Linked DNA regions of Zea mays: region 1 is linked to region 2. A link is a contact called in public Hi-C data. All regions are on one chromosome and are shown on one strand. The core of a region is the stretch at or near the end of the contact, and the rest is flanking DNA. Distances in the headings are between cores, read along the strand shown.

Region 1 (5,718 bases), core at 1,676-4,175, 170 kb before region 2:
AACTTAGGAGATTATTAAGGAGATAAGCTCCAGGGAGGATAAGCCTCCTAAAACTTCTCTAACACCCAGCCGCCATCTAACAAATGGCTGGGCCTAATTATTCTGGCGCCTGGCATATTGCCGGCCCACAAAAGAGTCTATAACAGTATAACAAATATATTAATTAATTAACACTACTTTCACAGAAAGAAACATTTCATTGAAGGGAACATGTACTTCTACAATTGGTGACATTTTTTCCCTCAAGTTTCAGGCCTTTCTTGTAAGGATAACATACTTGTACGCTGTAACTACACAGCAGTATAACTAAGTTACCTAGAATCACATCTGCAAGAGGTTACAGATTAATATGTCACCACTTGGAAAATAAAAGGTGCAAGAAAAATATATAGCTGTATTTGTACCTTCCCAATGTCACCAACCACACAAATTTCTTGCTCGTTTCTACTTCCTTCAGCAAACATGCAGAGATCAAGCATGCCACGGGAGCCATTATCAAATTCTACTATCACATATGCATTATCAATAATATCTGGTACCTGCATTAGGAGATAATCAACTTTTAGCCACTACAGGAATGTTTAAAGGCTGCCTTCAGCTTGTGGTTTATTTACTGTTATTGATTAGGATTTCCAACTGCAACATTATACAAATGCTAGAGCAGTGAGTCTAAATATAAGCACTCAGGCTTTCACTGTTACAACGATCGCAAGTCTTTCAGTAGAAAGAGAGACGAAACAGAACATCTTTATTGAAAATAGCATGCTGCATGAGCATGAGCACAGAGCTATGCATGCGCAGAATATGCATCCAATGAAATGTTTTAATCAAGCAGTGAGACAACCAGACCTGTCCATCATACACTTCATTCTTATGGTTAACATCAATGGCTCCTGAAGCCATCACACGAACTGGATTTGCAGCCGCAAACAATATCATCAGATCAAAGAAGTGGCAGCACTTCTCTACTAGAGTTCCCCCACTGTTACAATTGAATCTATTCCAGTTGTTTACCTGCAAGTTGTACCTAAAAACAATAAGTGGACTTGTATGTATTGCAGGTAAAAACACAGCTAGTAGTACCTTAACAAGGAAAGGAAAACGGTGTTCGCGTATTGCCACCATTCTGACTTGTCCTAGTGTACCGCTCTTAACGATGTCTATCAGCTTAGCAACGGGTGGCATATACCTGTATTCTAATCCAACTTGCACAACTATCTCTGGTCTCTGTTTAGCAGCTTCAATGACCTGTGCGGAAACATAGAAGCCAACAGATATTCAAAGAATGTGAATGTCAAAATGAAACTGAGTGCTGGTCACATTATCTAAAGTTGGCAACATGGTTACATGGTACTTTGCAACATTTATAGATACTAATACAGTAATACACAAAAAACTGAATGACTGTGGCATGTCGAGTGAAGCTAAAACTCATGAAAACAGTTTTTGTTCGAAAACATGAATCCCAGGTTCTCAGATTAGAACAATGATATGGATTTCCTTTCTTGGTGGGGTAGAAGTAGAATCAAACTCCGCTATTACAGTGTAATAGTTTGGTGGTCTCTCAAGAAGAATGAAATGTCAAAACTATGGAACAGGTAGACAACAGTGAGGTGATATCAAGAAAATAAACAGAGTAGATGCGCTAGCTAGCAGCTCATGACCAAATATCACATTACCAATAGGTCAAAGTACCGTACTAACTGACCTTCTTGCAGTCCTGCACAGTGGTGCACAGGGGCTTCTCGACAAGGATGTGCTGCGGTTCACGATGGCGGATGATGTCCATGAGTATCTCGTAGTGGGTCATGTTTGGGGACGATACGATGATGGCGTCACAGAGCCCGCTGTCCAGCAGCTCGCGGTGACCTGGAAAGATCTTGAAACCTTTTGGATGTCACTAAGATTTACCGAATCAGTAATTAGTACCAGACTAAGAACTCACATGGTTGTGCTTTGTATAGTGCCACTGTCTAACCATAACTGATTCATATTCTATCAAAATCTGTTTTTTATGTACGTAATATTTTACAAGGAGTGGTAGGAGCCTCAGGGTGCTCAACCACAACGGCGGCTTGGTCCAGGCCGCCGGCGATGGCGCCGCGCGCAGGGGTGGTGACTTTAGCAGCATGTTCCGGACCAAGTCGACGCTGAGCAAGCAGAACTCGCTGCTGCCGACGAGGATCAGGGAGTCCGTGAAGGAAACAGTTGAGGGGCATAACCGCGAAGTGCCGATTCTATTTTTTGTTGCCCACAAAAAATAATCTAAAACATGTAATTAGTCGTGGTGAGGTATTTTATGTAGGAGGGGTGTGACTGAGGACATGTTTAGATCCATCTGTCAAATAATTTGCTGGCTAATTTTAGCACCTTAGGCTCTAAACGGGCTAACTAATAAATTAGCTAATTGTTAGCCAGCAAATTGTTTGTTCATTAGCCATTTGACTTGCTAATAGTTTCTGATTGATTATTTACTATGTTTTAGACATCAAACATATCATGGTTAATTGTTTGACAGCTAATTATTTGTCGGCTAACTGTTAGCAACTGACAAACAATTAGCTAGGATCCAAACGGGGCCTTAAGGTGAGCAATTAGGCGAGCGCAACCAATATCGGGCTATTTTGGCGAGCGGCCATGAGAAGCTTCCGAACTCAGAATCTCGCGGATAATCAGGAGGGTGGAGCGGGGATATACCTGGGGAGGCGGGAGGCCGAGCTCAGCGGCGAGCTGGAGGCCAAGGCGGAGTGACTCCTGGTGGGGGTCGGCGAGGCCGGTGACCCGCACCCGGACGGACTGCTCCCGCTCGACCTCTGTGGCGAGGTGGGCGAGGTTGTGGAGGTGCTCCCGGCCCATCATCCCCACCCCGACTATCCCATACCTCACCGCCGCCGCCGCCGCCTCCATCTCCTACAGCGATGATTGTAGTGGACTGGAGTGTTGACACTTGACAGGTGGTTGCTGCGACGCCAATCAAAAACGAATGAAGCTCGCTTTCTATTTAATGGATAAAAAAAATAGCTACTATGTTTGGTTAGTTGATATCATATCAAATATTTAGATATTTATCATGAGTATTGAATATAATCTAGTTATAAAATTAATTACACAATTAAAGACCAAACGAGGAGATAAATTTATTAAGTCTAATTAATATACAGTTAGCAAATGTTTATGGTAGAATCATATGGGATAGTCATGAACTAATTAGATTTAATAAGTTTGTCTCATCGTTTAGTTCTCGTCTGTATAATTAATTTTGTAATTAAAATGTATTTAATACTTTTAACTATCATCCAAATTTGAAATATCCACTATACCAGAGAGTAAATTTTAGCTCGAGAAACCAAACACTGCTTCTGTCCCTTAAAACGCCATGCAAACGCAAATAATACAATGTCGTGCGCTGCAACGACACAATCATATTTGATACCCATAAAAAATAAATTTAATATCAAAGTGAACATATAGTTCACATATCTAATATTAAACTGATAAAAATAAATATTACACTTTATCTTAGTCAAAAGGTCGATAAAGCTATGAATTGAAAACAAGTCTAGCCTTTTATAGCTCGCTCGGTTGTTCGTCCTCTTACAACTAGCGAGGTGGTACCATGTGAGAGCGTTGTGTTGCGTACAGTTTCTTATCGTGTTAGGCTTAAGTGTTTCTCATGTCTCATATGTGGTGTAACAGCCTATTGGGCTCATTGTGCTTATGGAAAAGTGGGGGGAAAGAACACACCTACGTGTGTTTTCATGTGACGCATGACGTACGAAATTGGTTCTTTAAAAAGTAAAGAAATGTCTCTCAGTCTATCTCACCCCTATTATACTTCATATTTCAAACTTCATTCTATAAACAGTATAATCTACAATGCAAAAGAGTGTTTTGCACAACCATATGCATGTTCTGCTGAGTACAACCTTAGATCAGGTCCAACATGGGTGCTACTAATTTGAGTCGAGCCGATGATATCGATCAGACTGGTTTCATTGCAAGTCAATTCATCCACTCGTTTGATCGACCGCGTTAGAGTCAAACATGTCGGTACCGATCGATCTGTATTGACCTCTACTTCTTCAGCTGCATGACTAAGCTTACTTGGGATACTTTGTCTTTGATTTTGGAAATCGACAAAATACTTAACACACTTATTATGAGCATTGCTCACTCCACCAACATGCTCAATTAATGCTTTATATGCATGCTTCTAATCATTAAATTATGTTTTGTTGAATCTACCATATCCAAATATTTATGTCATCCTTGGCTCTTAAAGAGAAAACAATATAAGCAAAACGATATATCTTTGAAGTCGTTATATGCTAGCCAATCATATCTTTTATACCAAGATTTAAAAAATGCTCTTTTCTTTATGTTATTTTTAGATTGTCTCGAAGGAAAGATCATAATACATTGAGATTGTCCTTTTTGAATGTAAACCATTCTAACTAGATATCAAATCTAAGGAGAAAACTTATGAATTTGTTTTCTAAGCGTAGGATCACTTACCATTTAATCTAAATTAAAAGCCATGGTTAAGGGCAGAAGGTTGTGGTGGTAGTTGAGGAGGTGGTCGACCGCCTTATGGTATCAAATACCTCATCATCACTATGATCCTAGCAATCGCAAGATTCATAATCAATCAATACTTCAACTGAATCAACAATTCAAATGTTTAATGATTCAAACAATTCAATCAATAATTGTTCAAATAAAGATAATAACCTCGGGCATGGTCGAGCACTCAATCCTCGGGCGTGGTTGGATGGGCGGCCAACTAGGCGTGTGAGAGCACCTAGAGAGTGGTGAATAGGTGATCCTGCAAAACTTGCTCCAAACAAACAAACTTGGTCTAATAAATGAGTTAGAGTGAATTAAAACCAAGTTCATATGAGAAGAGAAGATAGAAGAGAACTCTTCATTCGATTGCTTTCTTAATATGAGTATTAAACTAGAAACAATGTCACAAGTGAATATGAGCAATAAGAAAGACAAGAATAACAATAAAGTAAAGTGGACAAGAGACACATCGATTTTCCCATTGCGGTGACCTCTTTTAGTCAAGGTTTGCACTCAACCCCTCTCAAGTGATCCAAAGATCAAACTTGAGTGCCACATATATCTTCCTTATATCCTAATCCTGTTTGTGAGGAATCTCCATAAGTTGGAGCACAATAAAAATTGGAGTAAGGGAGGGAGTAAGTGCACACACACAAAAGCACAATCGCAACAACAATACGCACACAAGCCAAGAAGAGAGTGCAAGAACAAAACGACAGAGTGACAGCTCAAGAAACACGCTCAAATCTCTCTCAAACACTTCAAAGGTGTGGTCATGGAGTCTTGGAGCTGTAGTGTGCTCTTAGAATGCTTAGTGTCCTAGTAGAGGCGCCTAAGGGCCTCTTTTATAGCCCCAAGGGGCCAAAAGTCGTTGCTCCTTCATTTGGAAACAGAAGATTGCCTTCTGTTCTCGGGTGCAGTGGACAGTCCAGTGTACACCGAACATCCTTGTTTGCAACGGTCACAAAATCATCTGATTGGTTGCCTTCCCTTTCGGGTGGGCACCGGACTGTCGGGTGACCCTTTCCGACCGTTGGCGTGCTGACGTAGCCGGCGAGCCTATCGTTGCCCTGCCTGGAGAGTCGTTGGCCGACCGACACATCGGAATGTTCGGTGATTTTTAACCAGCGAGCCCAGCGAAAACCCAAGAGC
Region 2 (5,950 bases), core at 1,864-4,363:
GAAGCAGGCTGAGGGTCCGGTCTGAGGGTAATGCTGGGCGGCGAGGAGGCCCTCCTGGGGACCTTTATGTCTTCATTGATGTTCTCTCTGATCCTGTTCTTAAGCGAGATGGGACAAACATTCTCTACACATGCAAGGTTTCTTACATTGATGCAATCCTTGGGACAACCGTCAAAGTCCCCACTGTTGACGGAACGGTTGACCTTAAGATACCCTCAGGGACTCAGCCAGGCACAACTCTGGTGATGTCCAAGAAAGGTGTCCCGCTTCTCGGGAAGTCAAATGCCCGTGGAGACCAGCTGGTGCGTGTCCAGGTTGAGATTCCGAAGCGTCTGAGCAGCGACGAGAAGAAGCTAATTGAGGAGCTTGCAAACCTGAACAAGGCTCAAACAGCCAATAGCAGGAGATGATTATCGCACATGGCTTCGTAGGACAGCGTGCTTGTGTGATAGGCAATTTTGATGCAAACTGCAGTGATGATTGGATGAAAAGAGTTGGTAGTGATAAACTCTTCTACGAACTACATACAGCAAGGGGTCTGGAGCAAAAAAATGTGCCGTTCCACATCTGTAACCTCGTTTTTAAGCTATTGAAAGTTGAGTCAGTGAACTGGACGTTTTTGCAATAGCTTAGCATATGCACTAGGCGACTTTATTAGCCATTTTTTTTTGTTGTTATACGGCTTTTGTATTCTTGGAAGCCTTAGGCAAGATATCTGATGGTGGAATCAGGTTTAGACTTGACATTTCTTGCACAAATGCTGCACCATGCATTCATGGAATCTGTAAGCTGTACCATGGAAATGTTAACTGTAGTTTTATGGTTTGTGATGCATTGGGGGTTTATTGGTTTGCTCTTCAAATACGTTATGCAGACATTACGTTTTTTTCCCCTTCGGCAGCTGTTGATTTGAAGCTGCCTCTCGTAGAGCAGGTGCGTTTTGCTCTAGGGCAGGCTGCTGTTGATATGAAGCTGTTTGTCCACCGGACATGACATCGGACATGACATTGGATAGGATAAGGTAGTGTTTGGTTACTATGGACTAATTTTTAGTCCCTCCATTTTATTCTACTTAAGTTTATAAATTGCAAAATATGGAAACTATAACTCTATTTTAGTTTCCATATTTGACAATTTAGTGACTAAAGTAGAATAAATTGGAGGGACTAAAAATTAGTCTCTAAAACCAAACACCCCCTAAGTATGTTTACTATATTCAAATTCGTAGTATAATAATAACTCGGACGTATCCGATGCGACACTGGCGCTAGTTTGGACCTTGTCATTACCTGTTCAGTGCAGTGGAAAAGCTACATGAAAATTTCAGTTGAGGTTCTAAAGGCTAGTTTGGACTATAGATGTCCAAACGGGCCGCCCGGCCCGGTCCGGCCCGGGCCCGGTGAAGCCCGACCCGTTTTGGACCCGGCCCGCTAGGCACGATTAAAAAACCGGGCCGGCTAAGCACGCGGGCTCAATTCCTTGTTCGAGCCCGGCCCGCAACGGGCCTAAACGGGCCGGGCCGGCCCGTTTAGCACGAAAAAAGCGGGCCGAAAAGCGGGCTATGCGGGCCGAAAAACACGTTTTAGTGTAAAAAAGCGGGCTTAACGGGCTTAGAGCTAAACGGGCCGTGCCGGGCTAGCCCACCGTGCCTAATTTCCTGTCCGAGCCCGGCCCGCTTATTCGTGCCGGGCCGGCCCGGGCCCGCATATAACCGGGCCGTGCCGGGCTCGGACCGGGCCCAAAAAACGGGCTTCGTGCCGGGCTCGCGGGCTTCGTGCTTATTGGACATCTATGGTTTGGACCTTTGAGGCTATTTATACCCCTCTATCAGTTTCACAAGGGGTCCTGCTATATATTTGCGGACGCGCGCGGGTGATCGAGATGGCCGGCCGGATCAGGGCTTGATGAGCGTGTAGGTGGCAGCCCCTGCGATAGCCCCCAGAGGCGGCGCCAGCAGGTAGACCCAGATGTCCTTGTACTTCCCCGTCGCCAGCGCCGCCCCGATCGTCCGCGCCGGGTTCATGGACGGCCCAGTCGACGGCCTGCATCTCATGCACACGCAGCGTTCATCTGTCGGATCGGAGCCCCAGTTCATGCGTATCGATTTCTGTAGTAGCAGCTAGCAGCACTAGTCAGTACTTACCCTCCGATGAGAGCGTTCATCATTATCGCCGCCGCGATCGCGATGGCCACCAGCTCTTTGCTCTGGATTGAAAGATCAACAAAACATTCGTCAGATTTACGTTTTCCAAGGCTGAAGAACTGCAGGCATAGATACCATCGTCAAATTTACGGCGCACTTGCCGAGGTCGGGTCGGTGGCGACGGCGGCGATGACGAACATGAGCACGAACGTGAGCACGAGCTCGAGGAAGAACGCCTGGGCGGCGCCGACGCGGGGCACGGTGGCCATGACGGCCGGGTCGGCGGGGCGGTACATGGCCTTGGCGAGGAACGCGGCGGCAGCGGACCCCGCCGTCTGCGCGGCGGCGTAGGGGAGCACGTGGGCGCGCGGGAGGTAGCCGAACACGCCCATGGCCAGGCTGACGGCCGGGTTCAGGTGCGAGCCGGAGACGCTCACCACGGCGAGCACCACGGCCACCACGGCCAGCCCCGCCGCGGCCGCCACCCCCACCAGGCCCTCCGCGCCGCCGTGCTGCGCGTCCGCCACGACGGTCGACACCACCGCAAACATGAGGATGAACGTGCCCACGAACTCCGCCGCCACCTTCTTGGCCAGCGGCACCTCGCGCCCTTGCTGCTCGTCGCCGTGCGCGTCAGCCTGCGGCGGCGACTTGAGCATCAGTTTCTGCAGGGACGACGACTCCACCGCCACCAGCTTGCTGGGTGTTGGCGCCGAGCACATGCTGATGGCCACCTGCCTCTGCTCTTCGACGCCCGTTGTGGCGTGCTCGGCCATTTCTCGGTTCAACTCAGCTCCAAATACACATCTCTAACTCGTCTTCTTTGACCACACCAATCTACCTATATATGCATATAGTTTCTCCTAATTGCCTAGCTGAGCACAATTTCCAAGCAAAGTTTCATATGATCTATGCACACGTGTTCGAGGTGATCTTGCAGAGTTATTCAGCTACTCCTAGTCCTATATAAGTGCGCGCGCAGCATGTCGAGTCAAATTTGGAGAATATTTGTTAATTTGAACGCATTGGAGAATTGTGCCCTTAGGAGAATATGACGAGGAATATGTGATGCGAGCTGGAGCAAAATGTTTGTGTCAGCACTCAGGAGCCAATCAGCAAGAAACCTCAGATGAGTCACTGACTACTCTGTTTGTCATTTGGCCCTTGTCGGGCAACAGAGTCCTCCGTCAGGTGTGACGATGGCAAGAGCATTCTCATGCATATTCCCAGCAAGTTTCGACAAGACAAATGCTCAAATACCAAGACGACAAGAACGTCGCCTATGCTCCGTGGGCACAAGAGGCGTACACTTCTAAAGGTCTGTAGATAAGATGAGCTACTGGCCTCGTTCTCAGTTTACTATGTAAACCCTCCATTCCAAATTTATGTTCTTTTCAAAGTATACGATGTTTTAACTTTTTTAATAAATACAAATTTTCACTTAGCATACGCTCACATATATACTATGAACTAGTTTGAAAACTCAAATTCCCTTCAAAACTAATTTCTTCTTCAATCCTCTCTAATCCGAAGGAAATTTGAGTTTACAAACTAGCCCTATGTCTAGATACACAGCAAAAATAATGAATATAGGGGAAAACACGTCTTACAGTAACTTCGGAAAAGAGGGACTGTTAAACGAACTATATGTCGAGCAGTAAACATGAATGCATGAGTGATCAGAAGACCATCAAGAAAAAAGTAGCATAAAGGCTTCAATCTATCATCCTCATCAACCCCTCAAAGGGCAACCAGGTTTATTTCAAGCTGGAAATAGCCGACGCAGGTGCACTGAAGAATGTTACAACCCCAGTGGGAATAGATTCTATGTAATTGTGCGTTATTGCTGACGTGGTCTCGACGCTATGAACCGCTCGAGCAGCGCACAGCCTCGGGTTCAAGAAAGTACTAGATTCTGAGAGCTAAACCATGGCACTGGACCGGAGTGAGCTTCTTGCAATCTCTAATGCATCTTCAACAGAAGTCGCGGCCTGGAGCTTTGACTTGTCAACAACAGGCTGAGATTTGGCGAGCTGCGGAAGAAGCGAGAATTCCTGAAATGTTGCAGAAAGTTCGTCATGGACATGTCCAGTATCACACGATCTCTCGTGCTTGATGTGGCGTATAACTTGGTAGTAAGTTCAGCAGAAACAAGAAACCATCCTAGATTAGCAAGATCTTATTCGAGACAAAAGCGATGCAAAGTGCAATTACCTCTGAGGTTCCACTCTCGAGGAAAACACCCTTCAGCCGGCTATCTACAATTACGACAAGGCGGAATCGTCATGCTATGGTTAAGCATAACTGAGAGGAATCGAAATGTACTCCAAACTACTGATTACCAGAGTCGATCCAGAAAGTCGCAACCTTTGGATCAAAGTTCCCTACTTCGACTGCTTCGCCGACTGCTCAGAGCACAAACCAAGGGCATTAGTCTCATGAATATGCATGCTTAAGCTTAATCACAAGGATCAACTTGTGATGTATAAAATGGATGTCATGGTACTCACCATTGTCGCCATAAAACTGCCACCAGACTTTCCTCGAACTTCCCTCGTACTCAAAAACCCTCGAGTAGAAGTATGGAAGGTAGTCATACCTGCATCCAAAACGGTGGATCAGAACAAGCATTGGGGGCTAAACTGACAAAGCACACTTGATTGCCATAAACTCACGCTTTTGTCTGGGATGTTAGGAGCGTCTCTACACAGTGGTGCGCAGACTTCCGAGCATGATCCACATGTTCCACTCGAGCAATTCTATTGTACATCTGCAATGGGTTTGGGAAAAAATAACATATTCTGGGATCCAACTTTGCCTCAGAAGATAGAAAACATAATAATGATTACCAACCTTCAGGGGGAACGCTGCTACATCTCCAATTGCAAAGATGCCAGGTACACTAGTTCTGAACAAGGAATCAACCTACAAAAATATACACAATTAGCTCTCTTGACCAAGGATAGACCACAAGTGATTTACAGGATGCCAAACACTTGAGCAAGTAACTATCGAAATTAAAATCCATCATATAATGAAGCAGCGCACGTCCAACAAGAAGGAACAGAACGACAATGAAACAGCTAGAAACCAATAAATTGATACGGGTAAAATGTAACTTTAAAATGTGATCCAATTTGAGGGGGTTTATGTGTTGTTTGCTGCTAATCCAAATTAATCCAATCAGTATCTCAGGTAGAAAAGAAAAAGGAAATAGTTCCATAGAAACTTTGAACAACTATTATGATGCAGAGCAGTAGATTTAATAAGCCTAATTAACTTTGGCATGGAAACAAACCTCTATTCCACCAACTTTAGGGTTAACTCCAACAGCTTCAAACGGGCTGACAACTGGTTTTGCTCCTATACCAACAATTACCTGCACTTAATCTTGTTAAAACAAGAGGACATGATAAACCCAGTGTTGGCAGCTCCCACATGAGTGGGGTCTAAGGAAGGTATAACCGAGGCAAGCCAATGCAGAGAGGCTGCATCGAACCTAGGACCTTTGGCTCAGTGAAAAGGCTTCTCACCACTGCGTCAGGCCTGTCCTTTCATCTTGTTAAAACAACAAGAATATCAAATACTTTTTGTCTTCTTTTTTACTTTATGGGCTTAAGTGAATGAGACAATGAGTAAATATATCAACTACCCTTGTATTGAATATCGAGTGAACAAATCTATCAAATTGAGTCTATAAGTAACTACAGAAGGTTGAAGATTTTGTATCTATGAAGAAGTGAAGAACATTGGTTCTCACAGAGAAGTGGATCAAAAAATGAATATGATATTTAAATTTATCTGGCA

The links. Hi-C and Micro-C count contacts between places; a contact is called where the count stands out from the background.
Region 1: a contact with region 2 is called in a Hi-C map of ear, with 3 times the contacts expected there. The contact joins the promoter of LOC100276377 here to the promoter of LOC103642560 in region 2. A contact is called at or near these places in 5 of 25 Hi-C or Micro-C datasets (ear, endosperm, leaf and 2 more).

The regions. Positions count from the first base shown.
Region 1 is chr10:83,377,263-83,382,980 of Zm-B73-REFERENCE-NAM-5.0, reverse strand. It overlaps LOC100276377, which reads right to left and starts at 2,925. Exons shown (of 7, transcript NM_001279445.1): 1 at 2,698-2,925; 2 at 1,709-1,869; 3 at 1,084-1,248; 4 at 850-1,014; 5 at 405-539. The coding sequence starts at 1,810. It also overlaps the pseudogene LOC111590323.
Region 2 is chr10:83,205,773-83,211,722 of Zm-B73-REFERENCE-NAM-5.0, reverse strand. LOC103642560 (aquaporin NIP3-2) reads right to left here and starts at 3,113. Exons shown (of 3, transcript XM_008665813.2): 1 at 2,305-3,113; 2 at 2,144-2,205; 3 at 1,783-2,042. The coding sequence starts at 2,919. The coding sequence ends at 1,895. It overlaps LOC100272772, which reads right to left. Exons shown (of 17, transcript NM_001147225.1): 11 at 5,442-5,522; 12 at 4,997-5,068; 13 at 4,819-4,913; 14 at 4,654-4,742; 15 at 4,486-4,548; 16 at 4,358-4,401; 17 at 3,847-4,197. The coding sequence ends at 4,066. LOC103641303 (chaperone protein dnaJ A7A, chloroplastic) reads left to right here. Exons shown (of 8, transcript XM_008664659.4): 8 at 1-845. The coding sequence ends at 410.